Linked DNA regions of Rattus norvegicus: region 1 is linked to region 2. The links are chromatin contacts, called in public Hi-C maps. All regions are on one chromosome and are shown on one strand. Each heading gives the region's core, a stretch centred on a gene start, on an enhancer-like site or on the middle of the called end of the contact. The rest is flanking DNA. Distances are from core to core; before and after follow the strand shown. Region 1 overlaps Rbm20 (RNA binding motif protein 20). Region 2 has its middle 32 kb from the start of Rbm20.

What was found. Hi-C and Micro-C count contacts between places; a contact is called where the count stands out from the background.
Region 1: a contact with region 2 is called in a Hi-C map of liver, with 2.1 times the contacts expected there. The contact joins two enhancer-like sites. A contact is called at or near these places in 3 of 12 Hi-C or Micro-C datasets (the A7r5 cell line, Schwann cells and liver).

Annotation. Positions count from the first base shown.
Region 1 is chr1:262,861,806-262,867,196 of GRCr8, forward strand. Rbm20 (RNA binding motif protein 20) reads left to right here. Exons shown (of 14, transcript NM_001107611.2): 8 at 2,952-3,031; 9 at 5,102-5,391. Among named protein-coding and RNA genes, the nearest start is that of Pdcd4, 62 kb to the right of the region's middle. Within about 2 kb of position 2,421, at least 19 of the 93 cell types and tissues checked have an H3K27ac peak or open chromatin away from gene starts, as enhancers often do. A contact at or near this core is called in liver, where this site is marked.
Region 2 is chr1:262,654,927-262,659,884 of GRCr8, forward strand. No RefSeq gene overlaps it. Among named protein-coding and RNA genes, the nearest start is that of Rbm20, 32 kb to the right of the region's middle. Within about 2 kb of position 3,060, at least 2 of the 93 cell types and tissues checked have an H3K27ac peak or open chromatin away from gene starts, as enhancers often do. A contact at or near this core is called in liver, where this site is marked.

The DNA of each region.
Region 1 (5,391 bases), core at 1,171-3,670, 210 kb after region 2:
TCATTGAGTCCCACTGTGGGTGGGCAACAGGCACGGAAGGAGCTAGTGCGTGAGGAACTTCATCTGATAGGAAGAGAAACACAGAGCCAGAGCCAGCAAAGGTGACCCTCTGTTGGAAAATGATCACACCATCCTTGGCTCCACCCCTCTCTGCTTTGAGCCGACTTGCCCAACCTCTATGAACCTCCATACTGAGATCAGCCAGACTACACTTGGGTTCTTTGATTTTAAACAAATTTTCCCATGCATTTTCTTCCCTGTCTCACAATCACTATCCTGTGAGGCGTGCAGGGCAGATAATCATAGTAATTACAAGAGCACACCATAATGTATACCTTTAATTGAGCCCTGCTACTCTGGGGCAGGTAATGTATTAAGCACTTTCCATACGTTATCTACTTTAATCTTGACGTCAGTCCTGCCAGACAGGTATTATAATCTCAATTTTACAGATGGAGATACTGAGTCTGGTAGAAGTTCCCTTGCTTGCCCAAGACCATAGTTACTGGATGATCTAGGATGAAAACCTGAGACAGTTGGCTGGGTGTAGTGGTGCTTGCCTTTAACCCCAGCACTGGAGAGGTAGTGGCGGGTGCATTTCTATACGTTCAAGACCAGGCTGGCCTTGTTTTTGGGAGTTCCAAGCCAGCCAGGGCTACCTTGTGAGACCCTGTCTCAATAACACCAACAATGAAACAAACTAACACACAATGATAACAAACAGCAAACAAACAAACAAACAAACCCTGAGACTACACTCGTTTGCACCAAATATGATTGGTATCTTTTTTTACATTACAATATTAGGTTTTCCACATGAAAACAAAACCAAAAAGGCAGAGAACCTAGTTAGCTTTTTGTTCAGAGTCCCTCAGGCAGGACACTGTAGAGACAATGTGCTGACAGAGCCTCTCAAAGTTCAGGGTGCATGCAAGTCACCAGGGACCCTGCAGGTCTGGGCAAGGCTAGGGTTCTGCATTTCTATCAAGCCTCCAGCAGATGCTGTCCCTCCTGGTCTTAAGAGCACACTTTTAGTAGCAGAGACGTAGGGCGCACTGTTTTCTGACCTTTGGTGTGGGTTTTCTGCTCCTCATGTTGTCCTAACGTCCCTCTGGGTCATCGTGACCGTCAGCATATTCCAAGTGTGCAGTAATAGGCTTTACATCCCCTACCCTGACAGGAATCACCTCAGATGCTCTCCGCATGTAACAGAGGCTCGTGGTGATTCAGCCTGTTGATGTAGGTGAGAGAAGGGGTTCCTTGGCTCCGGCCAATGCAACGTGAAGGAGCAGCTGGCTTCGGGGACCCAAGTGACATCATCAAGATGATGTGCTCTGCTCTGCTTTCTGCTGTTCATGGCTTTTCTGTTTTCAGGGTGCTTCATGGGACGGCCTTCAGCAGACTCAGGCTCTCTCCTCTAGATGGCATGGTAGCCCTCTTACCTTCAGATTCCATGGCCCGTCTCCCACATGAGAGAGAGCCAGGCTTTCTCCTATAGCTCCCAAAAAACATCTGACAGTCGTTCTCGTTGGGCTACTTCAGCACATGTGCCCGTCCCCTAACCAGTCTCTGTGGCCAGGGAGAAGGCTGTGGTTTGATTGACAGGGCCTTGTGGGGTGGGAGAATTAGCCGCACAGAGAGTGTGTTTCCAGGAAGAAACTGAGTGAAGAAAGGCCCACAGGCTGGGAAACCCAGCCATGTCAGAAACAACTGGGCCGGCATGAACAGAGCCTGGTTCAGATGGAGTGCAGACTCATAGCAGATTTGAGTTCAGACCCTTTACCCTGTTTTAGAAGCAGCAAGGTGCACTGACAGAGAAAACAGCCTGGTGTACTAGATGGCTGTTGGTCGGCCTCACCGTCCTCATAAAACAGAGGAAGAGATGGCGGCGTTTGAGATTTGCTTCAACATAAGTTCTGAAGGTGTGAAAAGAAGGTCAGAATGCAGACGTCACAAGATTGGGATTCTCTATGCATTCATTCTACATTGTTGCATACCCAAATTTTCCCACAATAACAAGGAACCCCAAATTTCATCATAGATTGATTTTATTCTTTTTTTTACCTCCACTTTTCTGGCATGATGACAGCATTGGGACATTTGTGCTCTAGGGGAGAGAAGCTGCTGGATGTGTCTGTCCCTGACATTGGCTGGCTGCCCAGTCACCTCTTACCTGCTATCTCACAAGGTTACCCTCTTCTTTCCTGGACCTGAAAGGAGCAACTAGGAAAGGCATTAAGTTCCAGAAAAGTAGAATACACCAACCCCTAAGACTCCTTTTACTAAGTAAAACTCTTAGCCAACTCACTCTGGGGATTTTACTGTGTTCTGAAAGGTGGCCCTGTATGGGGATATATTCTGTAGCTTCCTCTGTTCCAGCACAAGCCACAGACTTGAGGCCTGGGATCGGCCTCCTGCATGACTCGTGTTTTGTTACATAGCTTTGATTGATTCTGGCAGCCCTGTCAGTGTTCCCAGGCTCCCTTGTCTCTCATGGGTTGGCTGCAGAAAACGGTAGCCAAGTTCTGAGGGAAGGCGGAAAGACTACCTGCAGCCCTGTGTAGGGTGAGGGAAATGTTCCAGACAGGAGCTTTCTTCTCAGCCCTAGCCCAGCATTAGCCTCTTCCTGAGGCTCGCAGAGAATTGACGATGTGTAGTCTGGGTAACCCGGTTGCTTGCATGTGACACTGCACATAAATGTGACGGTTTACACATTCTGCTGAATATAAATACTGTTTGCCCAAGGTGGGAGGTACCCTGGCTGAATCCCTGGGTCTACTTTCGAGAGTCACTGCCTTCTCTCTGTCCCTTCCTCTGTGTCTCAATATGACAGGTGATCCCTCCATGGCTGGAACAGTTTCTGTCCTTTCCCTGTGTCCCGGGCACGGAGCAAGGCTGGCCACAGCTGGTGCTCGAGGTGTTCTCTAATGATCTCTCTGACTTTACCCTAGAAACCTGGGAAAAATGTGGCTGCTATCATCCAGGACATCCACTCCCAAAGGGAGAGGTGCATGCTCCGGGAAGCTGACAGGTGAGGCTCTGGGGCTTAGGTCACAGGCCTGGAGGTTAAAACACCTTCTAGCTTCTGGTTCTTAGGGGATGTCTTAGAGTCTCAATTGCTATGATGAAACACCATCACCAAAAGCCATTTGGGGAGGAAAGGGTTTCTTTCACTCACACTGTCTGTAACAGTTTATCAGCCAAAGTGGCTTAACAGGGCAGGAATTTGGAGGCAGGAACCGATGCAGAGGCCGTGGAGGGGTGCTTGCTCCCCATGGCTTACTCAGCCTGCTCTTTTGTAGAACCGAGGACCACCAGCCCAGGGGTGGCACTGCCCACAATTGCCTGGGCCCTCCCCTATCAATCGAACCTTTTAAAAAAATGCTCTGTGGGCTTGCTTGCAGGCTGATCTTATGAGGGAAGTATTTTCTCCATCAGGGCTCCCTTCTCTCAGATGACTCTAGCCTGCGTCAGGGTGATGTGACATTACTCATCAAGGGGGATTTGAATTGTAACATGGCCTACCTGTAGCCCCGACCCATCCACCTGGCTTTCTAGCCTCCACTCATCCCTGTTCAGATGGGCATTACCACTGTAGTTCAGAATTGCTGCTCAGCTTAGACAGGGACACAGGAAATGCTGGGCTTCCTCTTACACATTCCCCCTGAGCTGGAGAGGAAAACACAGAATGGAGAGTTGATATCTGGCTCTTTGGGGCAAGTTTATATTTTACTGATGCATCCCTGGTGCACGTGGTAACGGCGGAGACTCTGTTTAGAGGTGGCCAGCTCTCGGTTTCTCATGAACTGAGTGCAGACACAGAACTAAGAATGTAGATGGGGGGGGGGGGGGCTGGGGATTTAGCTCAGTGGTGGAGCGCTTACCTAGGAAGCGCAAGGCCCTGGGTTCGGTCCCCAGCTCCGAAAAAAAGAACCAAAAAAAAAAAAAAAGAATGTAGATGGGGGCCGGGAGACCACTCAGTTCCTTCAACCATTGTTTCCAGACATTGACTGCATGCATTACCAGACCTGCAGTCTCCAGAACAGCCACAGAGGGTGCTCTAACCTTGTTGTAGAGGAGAGCAGCCCAGCCCGTTTCCCAGGTTGGCTAAGAGACTAGCAGCCCAGTCCTAGACAGGACGCCCCTCTCTGCCCGTCAGTGAGGGATACAGTGTTGTTTAGCACGTGAGAACCAAATGGAAATGTTCTATCCTTCTAGGATATCGGGTGCATGAGCTCATCAATCATCAGCCTTCGGAGGGCTGAGAGGGTTTTGTTCGTCTGCTTTTATTTTTAAATTGTGGTTACTTGGGGTTTTAACGGTATGTGTAAAGACAGACCATGCTGGTGTAGAGTAGGGAGACTATGAAGTTTTACCCTGAATCTCAGGCAGATCCACTTCTGAGGGTTCCAATGTCTTCATTTCAATTTTGAATAGCTCTGAGTTCTGAAACCTTTCCCAACCCTTAGATGTCTTCCTGACTTTGTTTTTCGGATCTCTGAACCTGTTTCCCCACTCCTGCTGCTCCCCAACTGTGAGCATCCTCCTTTCATTCCCAGAGAGAGAGAGAGAGAGAGAGAGAGAGAGAGAGAGAGAGAGAGAGAGAGAAGTCACCTATATCCTGAGACAGGGTCTAAGTGGAAACATGGCTTCAAGTCTTATAAACAAGCAAAATTGGATCTAGGGAAGTGCCTCAAAGTTAGACCATGGCAACCTCAGACTCAGCCCTTCATTCTAGAGTCCTCACCCTGTAGATGCCCAGGAAGAGAATTTCCTGGGGTCTATACCTGGACGTAGCTTCCAAGAAGAAGTTAGGTAGGACTGAGCTAAACCAATGTAGTCATTCTTCCTGATTCCCAGAAGCAGACTGTGGTAGGGAGCAGAGAGCGTCTCGGGGAAAAGTCTGTGCCCACAGAAGCAAAGAGAGAGGACAGGCTGGTTCCTGGACACTGTGTGTGTGTACCGCTGGGTTGTGACTGAAGAATGCCTAGGTGGGCAGGTTGTGCCAAGGATATCCCTGAGAGATCTCTGTGTGTCTCCATCTGGGTGATGCGGAGTATGAGCTCTGCAGGTCTAAACCCGTCTCCTCCCTTCCTCCCAGATATGGTCCAGAGCGACCACGTTCTCGAAGTCCAATGAGCCGATCGCTCTCCCCGAGATCCCACAGTCCTCCTGGCCCCTCTCGGGCTGATTGGGGCAATGGCCGTGACTCCTACGCATGGAGGGACGAGGATCGGGAGACGGTGCCCAGGAGGGAGAACGGGGAAGACAAGAGGGACAGGTTGGATGTTTGGGCACATGACCGGAAACACTATCCCAGGCAGCTGGACAAAGCCGAGTTGGATGAGCGACTCGAAGGAGGGAGGGGCTACCGGGAAAAGTACTTGAAGT
Region 2 (4,958 bases), core at 1,810-4,309:
TGTTAAGAGAGCTTGCTCACTGGCTCCCAGAACCCACACCAGGTGACTCCTGTAACTAAGCTCCAAGGTAGCAGACACCTTCTGCTGTGTATACAGCAAGCACATCATGGTGGCGGTGGTGATGATGAGAGTTCTAAATACTGAAAATTCAGAGATGGCAAGAAAGAGCTGGAAGATCATCGGTTGAGAGCCAAATTATTTGGGACTACGGTGATGGAACCTATGAATGTCTAGTGCGAAGTTCAGTGCCACCTAAGGCAAGACTAGCTGGAGCAGTTTCCACACAGCCCATTATGCCTTCTCACAGAACAGTGCTCTTCTCCACTTTGTGTAGATGCTCCTTCAGCTCTCCAAATCTCAAACTATTTTCCCTATAGCCACTAGAGGGGGCCCTTAATACATTCTAAGCTCTATTTTGGGTCTAATTTTTTTCCCCCACACTGATTCCTTGCTGGAGTTGCTGACCTGTGAGGTCAAGGTGTGGTATAACTGAGACCTCTGGGGCAGCTCTTTATGAGCTAAGTGTTAACTGCTTGCAGCTCACTCATAAATGGGACACTTTTGGGCAAAGGTGACTACTGCTCAGAACGGGTTGTGTCACTGCAGAGCACATGTTTTTGCTGGTTTGTTCCTTCTGCCTTCCGAGTCCTCATTTAAGCTCAGAGGAGTTCTGGTTCTCCTTTCTGTAGCCTGGCATTCCTCAAGCCGCGGCTTTCCCTTCGTCTGTTCCAGTTCGTAGCTTCTGCGTTTCCTCTGTGTCCTCAGAACATTGTAGGGCTGTTTTCTTTCTCCCAGAAAACCTGAAGCCTTGGGGAAGGCACTTGTAGCTTCGGGTTGTTCCAAAACCTAGACTGGATACTGCTTTGGAGTCAAGGACTCTGGTGGGCATGGTGGTCCTCACCTTTAATCCCAGTACTGAGGAGGCTGAGATGGGTGGATCTGCCTCCCTGAGTTGGAGGTCAGCCTGGTCTACATAGTTTCCATACTAGCCAGCGCTGCATGGTAAAGCCCAGTCTTTAAAAACACACAGATAGCAACAAAAATTAACCAAACACTTAAGTAGATAAAAGGCTTGGGACACTCTCTCTCTCTCTCTCTCTCTCTCTCTCTCTCTCTCTGAGATGGGGTCTCATACTGTAGCCCTGGCTGGCCCCGAACTCACAGAGATCTACATATCTGTGTCCCAGGTGTTGGGATAAAGGCCTGTGCCCCCATAGTCAGTTCCCATCTCCAACCCTTTTTTCCTTTTTACTTGTCGCTCTGGCAGAGGACCTGGGTTTAATTCCCAGGACCCACATGGCTGTTCACAAATACCTGAAACTCCAGTTGTAGGGGATCTGAGACTCTCTGGCCTCAGGAACCGTGCACAGATGGATGTGTCATGGTCAGCGGATGAAGAGGCATAAGTACATGGCTGTGTCAGCACAGTTCCGAGTGCCCAGCTGCCCTCGAGATAGCCTCAATTCATCTTCTGACTGCTCTGAGCATGGCCTTGGCCGTGGAGTTAGCACTGGGGAGCACATGGAGGAGAAATCACTGATGCCCTGTGTCAATGGGGCTGTTCCATTAGTTTTACCCTCTCTCTCGTGGACCCATTTCTAACATGTCCACACTTGGGGGAGGAAAAAAAAGATGTCTAATTAAGAAGTGACTTCTTGGTGCTAGAGAGATGGCTCAGCAGTTAAGAGCACTGGCTGCTCTTCCAGAGATCCTGAGTTCAATTCCCAGCAACCACATGGTGGCTCACAACCATCTGTAATGAGATCTGATGCCCTCTTATGGCATGCAGATAGAGCACTCATAAAATAAATTAAAATCTTTTTTCTAAGATTTATTTTTAATGGATATGAGTACACTGTAGCTGTCTTAGACATTCCCGAAAGGGCATTGTCATTTCTATATTGGACGACATTTGACTGTTGGCTTCGACATTGTAGTTCACTAAGTGTTTGCAAATGATTGGTAGCAGCCACTGTGTAGTCTCTGGACACCCCAGGAAGACCTATTCTACCATTGTCCAAAGAGAAGCTGAAACGCCAAGAGGTTATTGCTTACCAAGCCATGAAAAGCCATCCTAAGAGGTCCGGCCACTTCTAAATTCCAGCAGAGGTGGTGCTCTGTCAGTGTGATGGGTGGAGCAGTCTGCTGCTTCTTCCCGGGCTCCCACAAACCTGTGCTGCCCTAATTCACTCGACCCACGGAGGGTGGCGAGTGGGTGCTAGAGCAAAGCTGGACTCAGCAGCCCGTTTTACTGCGTGGGGGCCAGGCAGCAGGTGGCTTAGTAGGACAGCAGAACCTTGTATGGACAGGACACAGTCCTGCCTCATTAGCAAACCAAAAAGGTTTTCACGTGAACCAGTGCTGCCCATTTCTCCTCCTTCGTGATCACTTGGAAGGTTGTGCTTTGAATTCAGAGTGGCCCCAGAGACCTAAGTCCTGGTCTGTTAGCTCACTGGTCTCCAGCTGTGCCCTGAAGTGAGGTGAAGCCACTGGGGACAAGTCTTCGACAGTTCCATCCATTCCCGCCTCCTGGTCCACTCCAATGTGAGCAGCTGCCTTGCCTTGTGCTCCTGCCCTGACAGCCACTGCACCCTGCCTCCCCCCTGTGATTGATTGAAATCCCCCTGAAACTGAGCCAAAATAAACATTCCCTCCCTCAGTTTGTCTCTTTCAAGTACTTTGGTCACGGCGATGAGAGAGTAACTAATACAGGGCTGGAGAGATGGCTCAGCGGTTAACTCTGGCTGTTCGTGCAGAAGACCACGGTTCTGTCCCCAGCACCCACCTACAGCAGCTCACAGCCACCTGTAACTCCCGCTCCAGGGATCTGATACCCACATCACCCAAAGACATATATGCACACAGTCACAAACAAAGATCTTATTTAGAAAAATGTGTAGAATGGTTGATGAAGTGTGATTTAAAAATAAAAAATCTCTCAAGGTCATGGGCAACCCCTGATAGCCAGGGGAGTTTGTTTGCCCCAGAGCACAGTCAGGCCTGCTAAAACCTTTGACCGAGCAAATGCTGGTCTGTAAAGTGGATAAAGTGGATTCTAGAGAACTTTTCCTGAAACTAACATGACCCCCGTCAGTGCTTGTCTCTAAGCCAACCGGTATGAACCTTTCCAAGGAAAGCCACAGTGGCCTTGCTCAGAATCCAAACTATTGTGGGGGTGGCCTTCATTTTTGGACCAGATGTCCCTGTGGTCTTTATCCTCTGTCTTCTAGGTTTGTGGACATACCTTCCTCAAGCCCTTACCAGTAAGCAAGCTTTTTAGAACCTGACCTCCAACCAATTAAACCTTTTTACCCTCTAGAGACCCAGATCTCTTTTTTGAAACCATCTTGGATGGAGACCAGGTTTTTTTTTTATATGTTATTTATATGTGAGTGTACACAGTGCACATCTGCCTGTTCCTCTGAGGCAGGTCTCTTCCTGAATCTGGGGTGCATGGTTTTTCTGCTAGGCTGGAAGCCAGCAATTCCTGTCTCCATATCTAGCTCTCCGTCTTGAAGCTAGGGCTACAGGTATCTGTGAGGACGCTCTGCTTGTTAGATGAGTTCTGGGATCTGACCTGGGAGCTCATGATACTGAAGCAAATGTTCTTAGCACTGAGCCACCTGTCAGCCCTGAGACCAGGTTTTCTTCTCCCCTGTTCAGAGTCAAGGAAGGTCCAGCAAGGGGTGGCTAAGACATTGCCTTGCCACTTGACAGCAGTCATATGTTAGTTGTTTTGTTATCCCTTCCCACCCTACCCCGCCGAACACACACACACCCGACTGCACTCATACACCTACCCATTCACCACAACACCTTGCACGTCATTACCCAGAACTTGGGTGCACATCCTGCCTCATGTACAGTCCTTATCACTCATGGTAGCTTCTTCCTCCTCCCAATTCTCACCCTCAAAAGTCCTCCCATCTCAGCTTCACCCTCCTCCTCCTAAGACCTGCGTTGATGTGTGATTTTGAAAAGTGGAGAAGAATCTCAATTGCAGGGAATGTATGTCAGCAATTTACTGATGTTGTTCATGCAGGGGCCAGAAGGTTGACCCAAGTTCAATAGAGCAATAAATCCACAATCTTTAGAGCTATCTTTTTCCTCACTGACAGGGGTCATTTCCAGTTCAGCAACTGTGTGTTCTGCCCTAAATCAACAACTGCTTTTACAGAGTCCAGTCAGAAGGTAGTGGATTGAACAATTATTTTTATGAAGATCAGCTGACCGCGGATGGGGTGTTCTCAGCATAAGAGTTTGCAGTACTCATTTGTGCCTTGTTTAAGGGAATTGAACCCTTCCTCCCTCCCTCCCTCCCTCCCTCCCTCCCTCCCTCCCTCCCTCCCTTCCTTCCTAAGATTAATTTATTTTATGAACATGGTCCACTCAAATGTGAGCAGTTCTATCTGCCTGTACACATGTGTGCCATAAGAAGGTATCAAATCCCATTACAGATGGTTGTGAGCCACCATGTGGTTGCTGGAATTTGAACTCAGGACCTCTGGAAGCGCAGCCAGGGCTCTTAACCACTGAGCCATCTCTCCAGCCCCTGGGTACACTTTCTAAACACATGAAGCTTCTCTGAAGTATGGCCGTTCCTTGGCTCACTGGGTTTGCAGGCAAGGAGGCCAAACAGGTCTTTAGGCCAAATGCAGCTGAGCAGATGGGGGATGGGGGAAAGAAGGCCAAGGGTAAAGAGAAGGGGACTGCCATTTGTCACAGAGGAATGCTGGAGCATGGGTTGATTTGGGAGATGGGTTTGGTTTTTTATTTATCAAGGATCTGGGACAGAAAAACCTATGAGTCAGGTTCTATGATTAATCAATTTTTCAGATAGAGAATCCCGGGTTTAGATTAAGAAAAGATCCAAAACCACCAAATCAAATGAAGAAGCTCAGGGCTAGTCTTGCTCAGTGTCTTGTCACACTGTCACGCACACAGGCCTGAGTGGGAGG